Regions from separate parts of the Mus musculus genome. Here regions 1, 2, 3 and 5 are each linked to region 4. The links are chromatin contacts, called in public promoter capture Hi-C maps. All regions are on one chromosome and are shown on one strand. The core of a region is the stretch at or near the end of the contact, and the rest is flanking DNA. Distances in the headings are between cores, read along the strand shown.

Region 1 (2,700 bases), core at 158-2,657, 1.0 Mb before region 4:
TAGCAAACCTGGAGTTCTTACTTTTGATTATAGCTAGCAGTGATCAAAAGGCTCGTCTGCTCTCATGGGCAGCAAAGGCAAGATAACTTTGGTAGCTAGAACCTTCCCAGCCCCAATTAAGCTTGTATAATATTTGAACAAAGTCACTGGAGTGAGCTAGCGGGATGCCAGCCTTTTCCAAGAAGGATGAACCCTCTTGCCCCTTCAGAAAATGAAGGCTTAGCATCTTGGTAAGCTTCTCTATTTACTTCGGCACCTACAGCCAACATCAATCAATGTGTTTATTCATTCCATCAGTTCTGCTCCTCTAGGGAACCCTGACTAATGCAGCTGCCATCTTAACTGGTGGCAGCAAATGACCCATGATACTCTCCCTCAGGCTTACTACTCTACCGTTTCTCTAAATTCCTAGGTCAGAAAACATGTTATAAAGACCAAACTCCTAGGAAATTTGAGACATAATGGAAAAAAATCTCTGGGCATCTTAGCTTCCCTTTTATTTCCCCATGCTGACAGACTCTTGGTTTCTTTCTTTTCCTGATGATCTTTCAGGAATGGGGTCACTTTTTTTTTAAAGGAAAAAAAAAAAGTTGTCCAGAAAATGCTATACTCTGCAGTACACATGACCCTGACAATATTTCACTCCCCTGAATTACTTCTTTCTCATGACTCGGTCTCTCTTTGAAGGTTCTCTCTTCCTCTGTGGTTCTTATGTATCACTGATGCTATAGCTATAAAGCAAGGACTAAGGTAGGCGTAGGCACTCTCCAGCTTTTCAGTCAACAGATACCCAGTAAAGTTCTGAGACCTCAGCACACAATCTATAGGAATCTACGGTGGAACAGATAGCTAAGAGGGGACCAGGAAGCCGTGGAAAGACTGGGGCTTCAAATCGGATCAAGTCTGAGCAACGAAAATGCAGTCGATTATAATCTAATCCACAGCCCTTGCCTCATAATTTGATGAGTCTGAAGTATTTAGCGCTTTCACTGGGGAGCAACCACTGTACATTGTGTCTGGACTAGGACAGCAGCTCTTTCCCCAGAGAAAGGGTGCCTGAGCTCTTGGGAGGACTAACGTGGAGCAAGGAACTTCTTTGTAACAACTGATCTAAAGGGACGTGGTCCAATCCCAGACCTCACTGCGCGAGCCAAGGCCTAAGAACATCCGCTTTCTTCAGCCCACCCCTAGGTTGCATCCTCTGGGAGCCAGGAAGTGGGGGCTGAGGAGAAAGGGAAAAGTATGGGAAAGAAAGGGGGCGGAGCCGCCTCTGCCACACCCATTAGCCACGTCCTGTGGCCACTAGAGTCAGTAGTGCTGTGCGCAGGCGCAGACCTGGCCTCCGCCTCCCTTTCCCCGCCCCCTAACATCCTCCCCTCCTCCCCGCCGCTCCTCCCCTCTCTCGACTAGTGTGTTTGGCGTTACCAGGGAGTCTGGAGAGGCCCGCGAGTGCAGTTTGTTGCCAGGGTAACCCGAGCGGCAAAAGGCAACCGAGGTGGCAGCTGCAGGGCAGCGATGGGGACCAACCCGGTGCACGGCCTGCCCTTTCTCCCGGGCTCGTCCTTTACAGACTCCACGGTGAGGGCCAGCCCGAAGGGTTCTCCACTTGGCTCGCCTCTGCGCTCCTTCATTCCGCAGGCTCCGTCGTCCTCGCGCATCCCAGCCTCTGCCGATTTTGCTTGGCCTCTTGGTAGTCCACTCACCCTCCTGGGTCCTCACCGTGGCCCTGTTCTTTCTTTACTGCCCCATCTACCTGCCTTCTGGCCCGATTACCCCAGGCTGTCTCCAGGCCTCTCCCCAGCTGCACTGTAACCCTACTCAGCGCCTTCATCCTCTCCTACCGTCTCTCCACAGCAGCCTCATTCTGGATTTGTCTCACCGCTTCTGAATCCTCAGGGTCACTGCCCTTCAACCCCTTTCCTCTATGTGTATGCATCTTTTCCACGTACTCCTTTCCTGACGGGTCCCCACCCCAGTCTCTGGCCTTTTGAGTTAAGGGTCACTTTTCTCTCCAGCTACAGCCTTCCCTAGAATTGAATCCCCCACCTCCCGCCGCCCCCACATGCTGGTTTTCTTGTAGTTTTTCTCTGTAAAGCATTCTTCCTCCTCTCCTTGTATTTCTTCCGTCTCAACCATAGGAATGAACCACTTAATGTTTCTCTTTCTGTAGCCCGTGTGTGTGTACTTACACACATGATTCATTTTCAGACTGTGTGTGTGTGTGGGGGGGGAGGTTGTTGTTTTATCTTGTCTGCAGCCTAGGCTGGCCTTGAACCTGAGAACCACCTGCCTCGGCCTGCAGACTGCTTGGATTAAAGACATGCCAACACACAGGGCTCCCGTTCAGATTGCATTTTACTCCTTTGCCCCAACTGTTTATAGTCATCATCTAGATGAAATTAAATATTAAATTAAATAAAGTCCAGGGTGGCGATGCACATTCGTAATCTCAGCTTTCAGGAAGCTGAGGCATACGGGTGGCCAATTTGAGTCTAGCCTGGGCTACATAGCTAGTCACTGTCTCCAAACGACAGCAGATCCAAACCAGACAGAACAGGAGCTTCGTGAAAAGGAAGTGGCTCAGAGGATAAAGCACTTGCTGCTCTCATAAGAGGAGTGGAGTTCAGATCCTTAATACCCAAGCAAGACGCTTAGCTAGACTGACCCTTACCTGATGCAGCCTACCCATGCCAACTTTGG
Region 2 (2,700 bases), core at 97-2,596, 1.1 Mb before region 4:
GGGGTGGAAGGTGCTGCAAGAACAGAAGGAGACGCACTTCATGTACTCTATGGTTACTGATGTGGCTCACATCAGCTGACATGAACCTTAGGGTAGACCCTCAGATTTGGGGACTTTTAATATTGTTTCTAGTTTAGGTCTGAGTAGAAATGTATGTGTGGGGGCGGGGCAGAGGGTGGCAGGGGTTCCTTCCTCTTATAGTATCACTTTATGGCTGAGGTCTCTGGCTAAAATAAGAAATATTGGCTAATATGGACGGCCACAGCTTCCCAGGATACAAGGGCAGCCTGGACATCTTCAAGCTAAGGCAGCAGGTGCATCCCAGAGCCTCCTGAGCTTTCGCACGCACCTTTGCACACCGGGTCACTGTCCTGTGGGGAAAGCCCTGCACTGAGACAGGTCCCTGGACTCTCTCGGGGTCCGAATCTGCTTCAGCCTGCCCATAACATCCCAGAATCCAAACATCTTCATTTACGGAGTGAACGAAATCCCACTGTATGAACAGTTCACTTTGCTTCCAGATATTTTGCTGAAGATACACCAAATAACAGATTTTTAAATACTGGGAATGGTAAAAACATGGTTAGATTCTTCCCTGGAACAGGGTGGGTTTAAATGAAAAGAGCCCAAACTCAGTCCAGAACTGTCTCAGAACAGTAGGAAAGATGGGCCTTCTTCGTACAGGCGAGCTGACACAGGCCATCTTCCCGGGATCTGACCTTTCCATTCCCTTTCTTCTGAACGATGCTGGCAGCTTTTCAGCAGCAAAGCCAATTCAATTTGTTAACTGATGGTCCTACTTCCTAAATGGATTGAAAAAAAAAATTATGGTGCATACAGGGTGTATTGTGGGTGAAGAACAACTGCAGTCACTGCGGGCAGACTTAGTGAATGGAGGTTACATGGGGGTGGGGTGGGGCGGGTAGAGGGGTCTGCTTGGCACAGCATACGTGTGTCCAGTGACATGCATGATGCACTCACACATGCAACCGCAGCAGAAGTATGAGTCTTGCACGGGGATGTGAAAATGTGTCCGCAGGGCCTTCATGGGATGCACAGCGTGATTTCCTGGGCATTATACCGAGTTCACCCTAGAGCAATGAGAGGAAAGAAGGCCAGGATTGGAAATGGCAGATGAAGTTTTTTTATCCACCCCCCCCCCCCCAAGGGATTTAGGAAATGGTTTTGGGAAAGAACACAGAGCGCAAACCGCATCCCTGGCTGTCTCAAGCCCCCGAGGGGTTTGCAATTAAGAAGGTCTGGGGGTGGGTGCGAGGGTCTAAAGGTGGGTGGAAGGATGGAAGGAAGCGGCGTCAGTCAACTTCCTCGGCTGGGCTGCGGTGGCTGTAGCAGCAGAGTGTGCACCGGGCTGGGCAGCCCTCCCCTGGGCCGGGAAAGGGCGGAGCTGGGCGTCGCCATCCGGGTTGTCCCCTCCTCCCGGCCGCTCTCGGGTGCAGAGCCCTCGGCGGTCGGGGAGGCTCAGAAAGAGCTCTCCCGGAGCTGGAGTCGGGAGTGCGGCTGGCGGAGCTGGGCTGCAGGAGCTCGGCCGCGCTGGTGTTCGTAAGTCCCGACTGTGGGGGTGGGGGTCGGGCAGGGTGCAGGTCTCCACTGAGATGCTGGGGAGTCTCTGCCAGAGCCGGGAGGCGGGGACGTCAGGATTTCGGCGTAGAGGAGCGCCTGACCCGACCTGTAGGGAGGATGTAGACCCTCATTGCCAGGTGCCCGGAACCTAGCGGCCCGAGCTGGGACCCAATGTTAGAGTTTTAATATCGGCTTTCAGAATGCACAGCAGACAGTCCAAACCGTGGAGTTGGGGAACTGCAGAGCCCTGAAGGGCTAGGAAATCCGGACTGCGATGGTGAGGAGCCTGGGGAGCGGGGATTTGAAGTAGATGTCACGACCGTGAATTGAGGGTGTCTGAGCCCAGAGAACCGGAGAGGAAGGATGTAAAGGAGGAGTAGTCCTGTGCGCATTCTTGGGGCGCCCTCCACAGGGCAGAGGGGAACGGAATCCCGGAGGGGAATGCCGAGTAGAGGAAGAACAGGGCGGAAGGGGGTGCCCAAGAGAGGGGAACCCCCCTCCCGGAAAGAGTAAGGTGAGAGAGGCATGAACTTCTTGAGGAAGATGGAGCGGGATTCTCCAAGGAGACACCGCAGAGAGTTGTGCTGATAGCTGTAGGTTTCAGATTTAGAGGCTATGGTAGACCGAGCGGTGGGAAAGCACAAAGGGGCGGAGGTGGCCGGCGGGACAGTGCTGGGAGTATATCAGCCAGTTGAGAATGCTGTCCTTTCAGTGGAGGTGGCCGTGGACACCTCAAGAGGGTATTCCCTTGACAGCAGATTGAGGAACCCTAGACAGGACAAGTGAGGACCCAGCAGCGTTCGCGAGTCTAGGAGTACTGGGGGACCTATGAAAGGGTGATCAGTTGCCAAGAGCAAGGAAGCAGCCAACTGCCTCAACTCTCTGAGTAGTTATAGGTACCCAGGAATACTAGAGAGACCCTTGGTCCTGGTGAGCACTTTGTCTTGCGTACGTTGCACCTCATATTTCTGACCTGGGTTAGAAATGGTTTTGCTTGGGGGTGCGACGAGGAGAGACTAAGGTGAAAGGAATGGTCTTCAAGTGAGATTTCCGATACACACGGGATATCTACCTTTTGCGCTTTGGGCAGAGCACGTATGATGTAGGTGTGTGTAGAGT
Region 3 (2,700 bases), core at 53-2,552, 1.1 Mb before region 4:
GAATGGCCTAAGTCTTAAAGACTTAGTAAAAACAAACAAAAAAACTTGCAATATGAAAATTTAACTTTAAAATCTGGATGTTAGCACACCTGACTGTAGACATATTTCAAAATCATGATGTATATTTGAAATGTAATTTAAATACTCTTAAAATTCAAATTTAAATTGCTTTTCATTGATCAACAAACTTCCAGGGCTCATCAACATCCTATAGCTTTAAATTTTGGATTACACTTAAACCCATTTTACCTGCATACAAAACACTTGATTCACTAAAAAGAGAGCTGTCATAAATTGTTAGTCTCGCTCCTACCCTCACCAGCATCAGGCCAGTCATTAAATCTGAGGGCTCTGAGCCAGTTACATTAGCTTTTCCAAAGAAGAGCCTGTTTACACCTGACCAGTCTCCTTGCAAGTTGTGTGGGGTTTGGGGGGAACACATGAATTTAGAGACAAACTAAATTACTTTGGAGAAAACCCTAGTAACTCATGAAGATATACAGGAGCAAGAAAATGACAAGAGGAGATAATGAGAAAATGAAAATGATCAAAATACATTATGTGCTTATGAAGTTTCATAATGTAACCCGTATGTATAGTTAACATATCCTAATGTAAGAGGTTTCAAGAAAAATAGGCTGCTCAGAGGAAGACGGCAAGCACAAGGCCTGGGTACCATGTCAAGTAGGCTATGGGGATCAGTAGCAGTAATTATAAGAGGGAGTGATAAGAAAGAAATATGACCAAAATACATTATGTGTTTATGAAATTTCATAACGAAACTAATACATGAAAAGAATGTAACTTTTAAAATCTGGAGGTACATCTTTAGGAGAGAAAAAAAGATAACAGGAAGTTGCAGAGAAAAGAAGTTATCAGCGGCCCTGGTCCTCCGCGGGGTCCCCAGCACCGTGCCCGGTCACCCGCGGGAACCCCCTCAGCCGTGCCCGGTCACCCGCGGGACCCCAGCACCGTGCCCAGTCACCCGCGGGGACCACATCAGCCGTGCCCGGTCACCCGCGGGAACCCCATCAGCCGTGCCCGGTCACCCGCGGGAACCCCCTCAGCCGTGCCCGGTCACCCGCGGGACCCCAGCACCGGGCTCGCGGCCCGAGCCTCACCTCGTCATCCAGGAAGTCCAAGTAGTCTCTCTGCGCTTCCCGCAGCTCCACATCATCCAGCACTACTGTGCCCGCCATGTCGCAGCTCCGAAATCGCCGGCCACCAAACAGTCCGGAAACGCGTGACACCGCCTTGGCGCCAAAACTTCCCAAGTTTTCCCGCCACGGAAGTTTATGGTGGAGGAAGCATGGAGCAGAGACGCGTTATGATTGGCTAACCACTTCAATAGCCTTTCATTCCGTGCCTGGATTGGAGAGAAATGGTCACTTTCTCCGCCCTAATAGGAAGTCTGACCAATGGTACAGAGAGGACGCTCAAAACCCACCCCCTGGAAATTGAGCAACAGGAAGGCTAGGAAGCACTGCATTCTGGGAGTTGTGGTCCTTCCCACCTCACCCCCTGTTTTTCTTTTCTTTTTTTTTTTTCTTTGCCTGTAGGAAGTTTTGTCAAATCGGAAGTTAGGATTTACTGAGGGGGGAGGTCTAAGTTTGCACCCCATATGCACAGGTACAAATGAAGGCCAAAGGTTGATATCCGGTGTCTTCCTCAATCTTTCTCCACCTTGTATTTTTGAAAGACGAACAGGATACCCACTGACCCATCTCTTTAGCCTCCATATTATTGATTCTAACACACTTTGTCTTCTAGCCTTCATTTCCTCCTATACAAAATGAGGAATCTGAATTCAAAATTCTCCAGTAAGCCATCACTAGTATTCCAAGAGCAAGTTAGAAATGGTGTAAAGACAAATTTTATTCACGGAATCATGCTATTGCCTTTAACACAGCCTTGATTTGCTGTATCTTGATCTGTAACCTTGAAGACACAGAGATATATAATTCGTATTTCTCCCCACTTTCACAAGGTCATGAGATAGATAAGCAGAAAATCAGATTGTTAAAAAAAAAAAAAGCATAGTTAGTATATCTAAGGGTTCCACTGCTGTTCACATGCTTGCTTTGCTTGCTATCTGTTGGCTTTCTGCCTTAGGCACTAATGGGCCAAGGCTGATTTACAAGGTGAAATAATTGCTAAGAGGCTGCCTGGAAAGCAGCATGCAGAAACAGTCAAAATCAAGGCATTGCAAAGTATACAAAGTACTTCCTTTTTTTCTGTCTCCAGCCCAAAGAAAACACTTGGAGTGGGCGACCCTGAAGTGGAGAACAGATGAGTTATGGGTACCGGATGCCGCTTCCAAGATGATGCCCACCATGTTATCCTGTTGAAAGAGGGGACTGATAGCTCTCAAGGCATTCCTCAACTCATGAGTAACAGCTCGTGAGTAACATTGTCTGTGTTTGCCAAGTGATTGCTGGGGCTATAAGACCACCCTGGGTCCTCATGGCAACTTATTGTGGATGGCCAAGGCAAAACAACAATTTCTACTTCTGAAACTCCTCGATGGTGGACATCCTGCAGCAAAGACTTTAGTGGACATTGCCGGATCCGAAGACACTGACACTAGTGATGGCACCACCGTGGTGATCCTGCTGGCTGAGGAGTTTCTGAAGCAGGTGAAGTCCTGTGTGAAGGAAGGGTTATGCCCTCAGATCATCATCTGAGCTTTCTGCACAGCCA
Region 4 (2,700 bases), core at 53-2,552:
TCTCTCTCTCTCCATCACGTAGCAGCTTCCTCTGCTTGACCCCAGAGCTGACTGTGGACCCACTCTTAACCTTCTCCTCGCCACTCCATCCCACCCGGTCATGCCCTCCCAGTCTCTCCAGTCTCGGGATGGTGCACAACCTCCCGGAGCTATCCCCAGCTCCTGGGCGCCCCACTCAGTTAACTTTCCGCATATCAGGACCTAATCGCTCCCGATTATCTGAGTCGCCTAAGTCCGGCTTCTGCCTTCAATCACCCAGGTACCTGGAACTGACCCGTTAGTCCCTTGGGTGCTTTGGGGCAAAAGGGCTCTATGTGAACCAGAGCGAGAGGTGGGACGAGAGAGATTGAGGGCTCCAGAGGGCCGATGGCAACACGTGCAAAGAAATAAAAACCACCACGTGTGTGTAGCTCTGCGTGTGAGCGCGCACGCGTTTCCGCGCCTAAGGCCAGGGCGCGGGCGCCAAGTGCGCCCCGGGGCTCCCCAACAGAGGGCATGGCTAGGGGCACACGGGGTCGGAAGTGGGGGCGCGGGTACTCACACGAACGCGTGGTAGACGAACGCCCAGCCGCGGGGTCGCTCCAGCACGTTGTACAGATAGTTCTGCACCCGCCGGTACTTGACGTTGCGCCGACAGCTCTGGCTGCTGGTGTAGGAGAGCGGCTTCCCCAGCAGGCTCATTCGGGCCCCCTGCTTGCCCCGGCGGCTCTCTCTCAAGCCGCCGCCGCCTCCGCCGAGCGCCGCCGCGCGGGTGCCGAGCAACAGCAGGCCGTCGCCCCTGGCGGCCGCCGAGTTCAGCAGCACCCTGCCGCGGCCGGACTCCACATCCTTCATGCCGCTGCCCGGGCGCCCCCCACCCGCGCCTGCCGCCGCCGCCGCGCCGCTCCTCACCCAGAGCCCGGCGGCACCGCCCTCCTCTCCTCCCGCGTGGTGGCGGGGCATGGCATCACCACGGGCACCGCGAGGGGGGCGCTGGCGCCTGCGGCGGGGGCAGCGGCTTCATGTGCGCGGGCAGGTCTGCAGGAGGAAACCCGCAGCCGACGGGGCGCCCCGGGGGGGCGGACTAGCCTAGAGTCGGGGCTCCGGGCGGGGGCGGCGGGGTGTGCGGAGCAGGCCCGGGGAGGTCCGGATTTCTGCCGCTTCCAATTCCAAATCCGGACCTGTTGGGGGCGTCACTTTGTGAGGTGTCCCTCGCTTTCCTTTAGTCTGGTGGCTGCCACTCCCTCCTCCCCGAGGAGTGTCGGCACACGGGACTGAGGGTGTGCGGGATGCCCGGAGGCACGCTCGCACGCGTGCACACCCAGCAGGGTTCGAGTCTGTCTGTCCCCTGCACCCCGGCAGAATACCGGCTTGACCCTAAGTCGGTCTCCCAGGATGAGTTTGGTTCGGTTCTTCCTGGGACTCGGAGCTGTCCGGAGGGCGAAGTCTGCCTCTTGAATAAACTGGACGAGCGGGTCTCTGGGCTTCTCCCGCTGCTATGCCGCGCCTGGTCCTGCCATCCTCGGGTGATGGGTGTGGGCAGGAAAGGTTCTGTCCTACCCTCCAGGTTTTGGCTAGCCTAGGAGCGAGCCAGCGGGGGCTAAGCTTCTGGCAGTGGCGCTTGGGTTCCCGCGCTGGGGACCAGCCCACCGCAGTTCAATGGACACACCCGGAGAGAGCCAGGCAGGGACCCAGCAGCTTCCCGCGACTCAATCCAGCCTGCAGGCTGTGACTTTCCATCCTAGCCTCAGACAACAAGCCTGCGAGTCGCAGAACATCCTTCCCATCCCCAGGGGTGGGGTGTGGGGAGGGCGTAAAACTCCAAAGTAGCTCCTTCGTGGTGAGGGAGCTCCTCCTGACAGAGCAGCCTGGGAAAAGGAGCCCACTTCTCTCCTTCCAGAAATTTCCATGTAAGTGAAAGAAAGTCATAAAACTGCTTAAATCTCCGCCGCGACTGTGGCGTCCCCAGGGAGTTCGAGAGGGATCATGGAGGATAGTGAGTCCAGGACCTGCCTCTCAGACAGGATGCTGTAACTTACAATGTTAGAGAAAAGGGAACCACTGACTGCATCCCCCACCACCTCTGGAAAATGGGCGCCCCAAAGCCCATCTCTTCTCTTGGATGAGAGTGAGATTATGGTGCTGCTGGCTCAGAACTCCGCCTTTCAAAAATATTGTTAGCAATTAAACAACAGATTCAGCGATGGGGAAACTGAGAGGACACCAGGATTGGGAACTCCTTCTAATAGAGCAGCCTTCCTCCCAAATATTTAAAAAAAAAAAAGTAATAATCGCCAAGTTCAACTGAACTATGCTTTCAACACAAAGTCATGGTAGTCAGTAGCAAAGTGGCCATCCCTGAGCCTTTTTTCACTTCCATGAATACCAGCCAACACTAAGGCAAAAATCTTATCTTGGTTGTCTCACCCATAGCAGATAATACTCTACCAACACACCCACACATACACCCCGTGCATACACCCACGCCCACAGACAGCTGCTTTCTACAGTCAGAACGTCAGCTAAGAGTTTTACTTTTATTTTTATCGTTATTGTTTTGTGAAGACCTCTTCCTGGTTCTTACTCAGCAAGACCTTGTTTCCCTTCAAACCTCTGGGCAGTAGGCACTACTAACCCCTAGCGCTGTGCAGCTGGCAGCAGTACCACGTGTGAGCCAAGCATCAACACTCAGAGTCACTCCTGCTTTCCTCTAATACACTT
Region 5 (2,700 bases), core at 175-2,674, 1.4 Mb after region 4:
CTATTGTTTTGGGGTTGAGCACATAACACTAAGTGCAAAATACAAACGGGAACAGAAGACAAGGGCGGCCAAGATCTCATTAGCAGGGCCAAGGCCCTCACTTTGGCCACAGACATACTTTTCTCCTCGTATGCTTTGGGCAAGATTTCCTTTAAGGCTCACAGTTCTCCAAAATGGGGAATTAAAACGGACCGCACACCTGGAAATTGCATTCCATTCAATAACACGCTCAATTAACCTGGATGGGAAGGCTCGGACTTCCTGGAAAGGTGATGCTTCCCCTAAAGTCACATTGGATTTTGGGCTCCATTTTCCTTCAAGTTGTAAGAGGGAGGCCTAATACAGAACCACCAACCTTAAACGGTGCAGACTTCTTTAAAAATATACAGTTCCTCCTTTTAAAAGTTTCTGAAGCCACAAGAGGTTAAGGGACGCCATCTATCTCTCTTCTAACCTATCTACCTAATTGTATTGGTCAACTGACTTAAGCTTGGTTGGATCAACAAGTCTTCTGGGTGAACGTAAATGTTAAAGGAATACTCAAGTCGTTGAAAGGTTTCTCTTGGGGAAATGAACGGTGTTATTTTAAGTTTGCTCAGGAACCTTCTGTGATACTTTTAATGCCCGTTGGACCCTCGCTGGGAGGGGGAGGCTGCGGGCCGCTTCACAACTGCAGTTGTCTTGCTCTGAATAATATTTTAAATCTTTTTTTAAAAAATTAAAATTAAAAAAAAATCAATAACAGGCACTGGCCGGGTCCTCCTCACAATCTTCTATTTTTAGTTTAGTTCCTCCCACCCCACCTTCGCATCACCCAGCTGCGCTGCAGAGGCAAAGAGAACACCGAGTGGGGTCGGGGTCTGCCTTGGGGAGACTTCCCTGCGAGGTTCACAGCAAGGCCCCCTGGGCTAGCAGCTAGCCACCTGGGCACCGCAGGCTCCCTTAGGTCGGGTGCCCGGGCCAAGCACGCCGAGCATCCCGCCCTGCATCCCCGGGGGCAGTCCCCTCCCGGGCGCCGGGAGCACGACCTCGCCGGGCCCACCGTGGGTCCCGGGGCCGCGTACCTGCTCCGCGCCCGCCGCCTCGGCGTGGTCCTCGGGCACGGGGCTGGCGCGGGGCCGCCCTCCGGCTCTCTCGGGAGGTTGCTTGGGCTGCTCCGGCTCGTCGTGCTGCTGGCCCTCGCCACCGCCTGCCGGCCCCGGCTGCTCGGGCTCGGGCTCCGAATCGGTCTGCCAGGTGGAGTCGCAGTCCTCCACGGTGGTGGGCTCGCGGAAGCTGACCCCGCCGAGCAGGTTGCCCATTGAAGAGGCGGCGGCGGGCGCGGGCTGCGGTAGCGCGCTAGGGCCCGGGCATGGCCGCGCTCCGCTCGCTCGGGGCGCAGGCGGCTGCTCGCCCGGCCCGCGCCGCACAGCTCAGCGCGGCCGCCGGCGCTCCGGCGCACAGGCGGGGAGGAGCCGGGCCCCCCGGAGCCGCCGCCGCACGCGTCCCAGCCAGCCCATCCCGCCGCCGCCCCGCCCTGCCCCGCCCCGCCCCAGCGAAGCCAACCCACTCCCGAGCGCGCGGCACCAGCTCCACCGGGACGCGCCCCCCTCCACGGTCCCCGGGAGTGGCCAGGGGTCAGCTGCCCCGCCCCCTGTGGACCGGGATCCGCCCCCTTGGGGCTCCTCCCAGCCAAGCGAGAAGCCTGATCCCGCCCAGGTCAGAGAGTGGAAGGAGGTGTCTCCATCAGCAGACCGGTCCTGCCCACACCCCCGCCCCCACTGGCTGCTCCAAGAGGAAGACAAATTAGCCACAGCAGAAGACAAAAGCTAATCTTGACAGTGCACCCTCTAAACAGGAAATCCAAGCTTCGGGAACAGTACTTAAGGCCACCTAGAATCCCTGCGGTCTATAAAATAAAAGTCAGAGCTCTCTGTCCCCTCATCTTAAAAGCAAACTTCTCTCGAAACAAAGGAGCAAGAAGAATTAGGCCAGCACATTTATTTCATCAGTGAGTAGTCCACATTTGTGCTCTGGGCAGAAAAACGTCGGCATTTATACAATGAACAGGCTGGTTCTAAGTGGAGTGCTGAAGACTATGGTTCTAAGGACCAGAGGCAAACCTGCTGTAAGAATACTTCTAGGCAAAATAACAACCAAAGCATCTGAAAATGGCAGAGCGTGAAACCAACTCCAGGAGCTAGTGGCCCGATGCCTGCACCTGAGTCTTGATGGGATTTTTTCTGCCGTGGGACATTGCCTGGGATCATGGGTTAGTTTTATTAGATGCATCAATTGTACTCAGAACTAGTAATTAAATAGATTGCAAATCCAGGTAGATGGGTATTGCTTAAGGAAGATTTGGCTAGAAGATGCCTCTCCACAGATAAATCAGTGGTTGTTTCTTTCCAAACTTCACAGTAGGGTGTGACTCTACTAGCAGTTTCTGGCTTTGGACAGGTCACGTAACTTCTTGAGACCCCGGTAGTCTCCTCATCTTCAAAATGAAGCCAGGTTTTTCTCTCTGGAATGGCATCTAGCTTCACCTTTAATGACCTTATGACTATCAGGGGCCACACAAAAAGAACGTTCTGGTCAGATATTCATTCATAAAAACTGATGATATTAGGATGAAGTCCTTGTCAGATCCAAACAAAATTAGAACTTGACAGTATTATTGGGGGAGGGGTGTTCATACCTGTCTGAGGTAGGGAGTTTCTT

Evidence for each region. Promoter capture Hi-C pulls out the DNA fragments that hold promoters and counts their contacts.
Region 1: a contact with region 4 is called in a promoter capture Hi-C map of pre-B cells. The contact joins the promoter of Efhc1 here to the promoter of Kcnq5 in region 4. A contact is called at or near these places in 11 of 39 promoter capture datasets (the C10 cell line, cranial neural crest, embryonic stem cells and 8 more) and 2 of 115 datasets of contacts at active chromatin or transcription factors (astrocytes and extraembryonic endoderm stem cells).
Region 2: a promoter capture Hi-C map of liver shows a contact between it and region 4, with 4 times the contacts expected there. The contact joins the promoter of 6720483E21Rik here to the promoter of Kcnq5 in region 4. A contact is called at or near these places in 3 of 39 promoter capture datasets (hippocampal neurons and liver).
Region 3: a contact with region 4 is called in a promoter capture Hi-C map of pre-B cells, with 15 times the contacts expected there. The contact joins the promoter of Mcm3 here to the promoter of Kcnq5 in region 4. A contact is called at or near these places in 6 of 39 promoter capture datasets (the C10 cell line, hippocampal neurons, liver and 2 more) and 1 of 484 Hi-C or Micro-C datasets (CD4 T cells).
Region 5: a promoter capture Hi-C map of pre-B cells shows a contact between it and region 4, with 5 times the contacts expected there. The contact joins the promoter of Ogfrl1 here to the promoter of Kcnq5 in region 4. A contact is called at or near these places in 1 of 39 promoter capture datasets (pre-B cells), 1 of 484 Hi-C or Micro-C datasets (pre-B cells) and 1 of 115 datasets of contacts at active chromatin or transcription factors (astrocytes).

The regions. Positions count from the first base shown.
Region 1 is chr1:20,950,219-20,952,918 of GRCm38.p6, forward strand. It overlaps Efhc1 (EF-hand domain (C-terminal) containing 1), which reads left to right and starts at 1,408. Exons shown (of 11, transcript NM_027974.1): 1 at 1,408-1,578. The coding sequence starts at 1,516. The region is part of intron 1 of Gm51618 (a long non-coding RNA gene); the gene reads right to left.
Region 2 is chr1:20,889,127-20,891,826 of GRCm38.p6, forward strand. 6720483E21Rik (RIKEN cDNA 6720483E21 gene) reads right to left here and starts at 1,347. Exons shown (of 4, transcript NR_040492.1): 1 at 982-1,347; 2 at 720-803; 3 at 350-529; 4 at 1-13. It overlaps Paqr8 (progestin and adipoQ receptor family member VIII), which reads left to right and starts at 1,422. Exons shown (of 3, transcript NM_028829.4): 1 at 1,422-1,560.
Region 3 is chr1:20,819,010-20,821,709 of GRCm38.p6, forward strand. It overlaps Mcm3 (minichromosome maintenance complex component 3), which reads right to left and starts at 1,303. Exons shown (of 17, transcript NM_008563.3): 1 at 1,122-1,303. The coding sequence starts at 1,199. It also overlaps the pseudogene Gm20587.
Region 4 is chr1:21,960,640-21,963,339 of GRCm38.p6, forward strand. It overlaps Kcnq5 (potassium voltage-gated channel, subfamily Q, member 5), which reads right to left and starts at 1,303. Exons shown (of 14, transcript NM_023872.3): 1 at 542-1,303. The coding sequence starts at 942.
Region 5 is chr1:23,381,751-23,384,450 of GRCm38.p6, forward strand. Ogfrl1 (opioid growth factor receptor-like 1) reads right to left here and starts at 1,425. Exons shown (of 7, transcript NM_001081079.1): 1 at 1,065-1,425. The coding sequence starts at 1,301.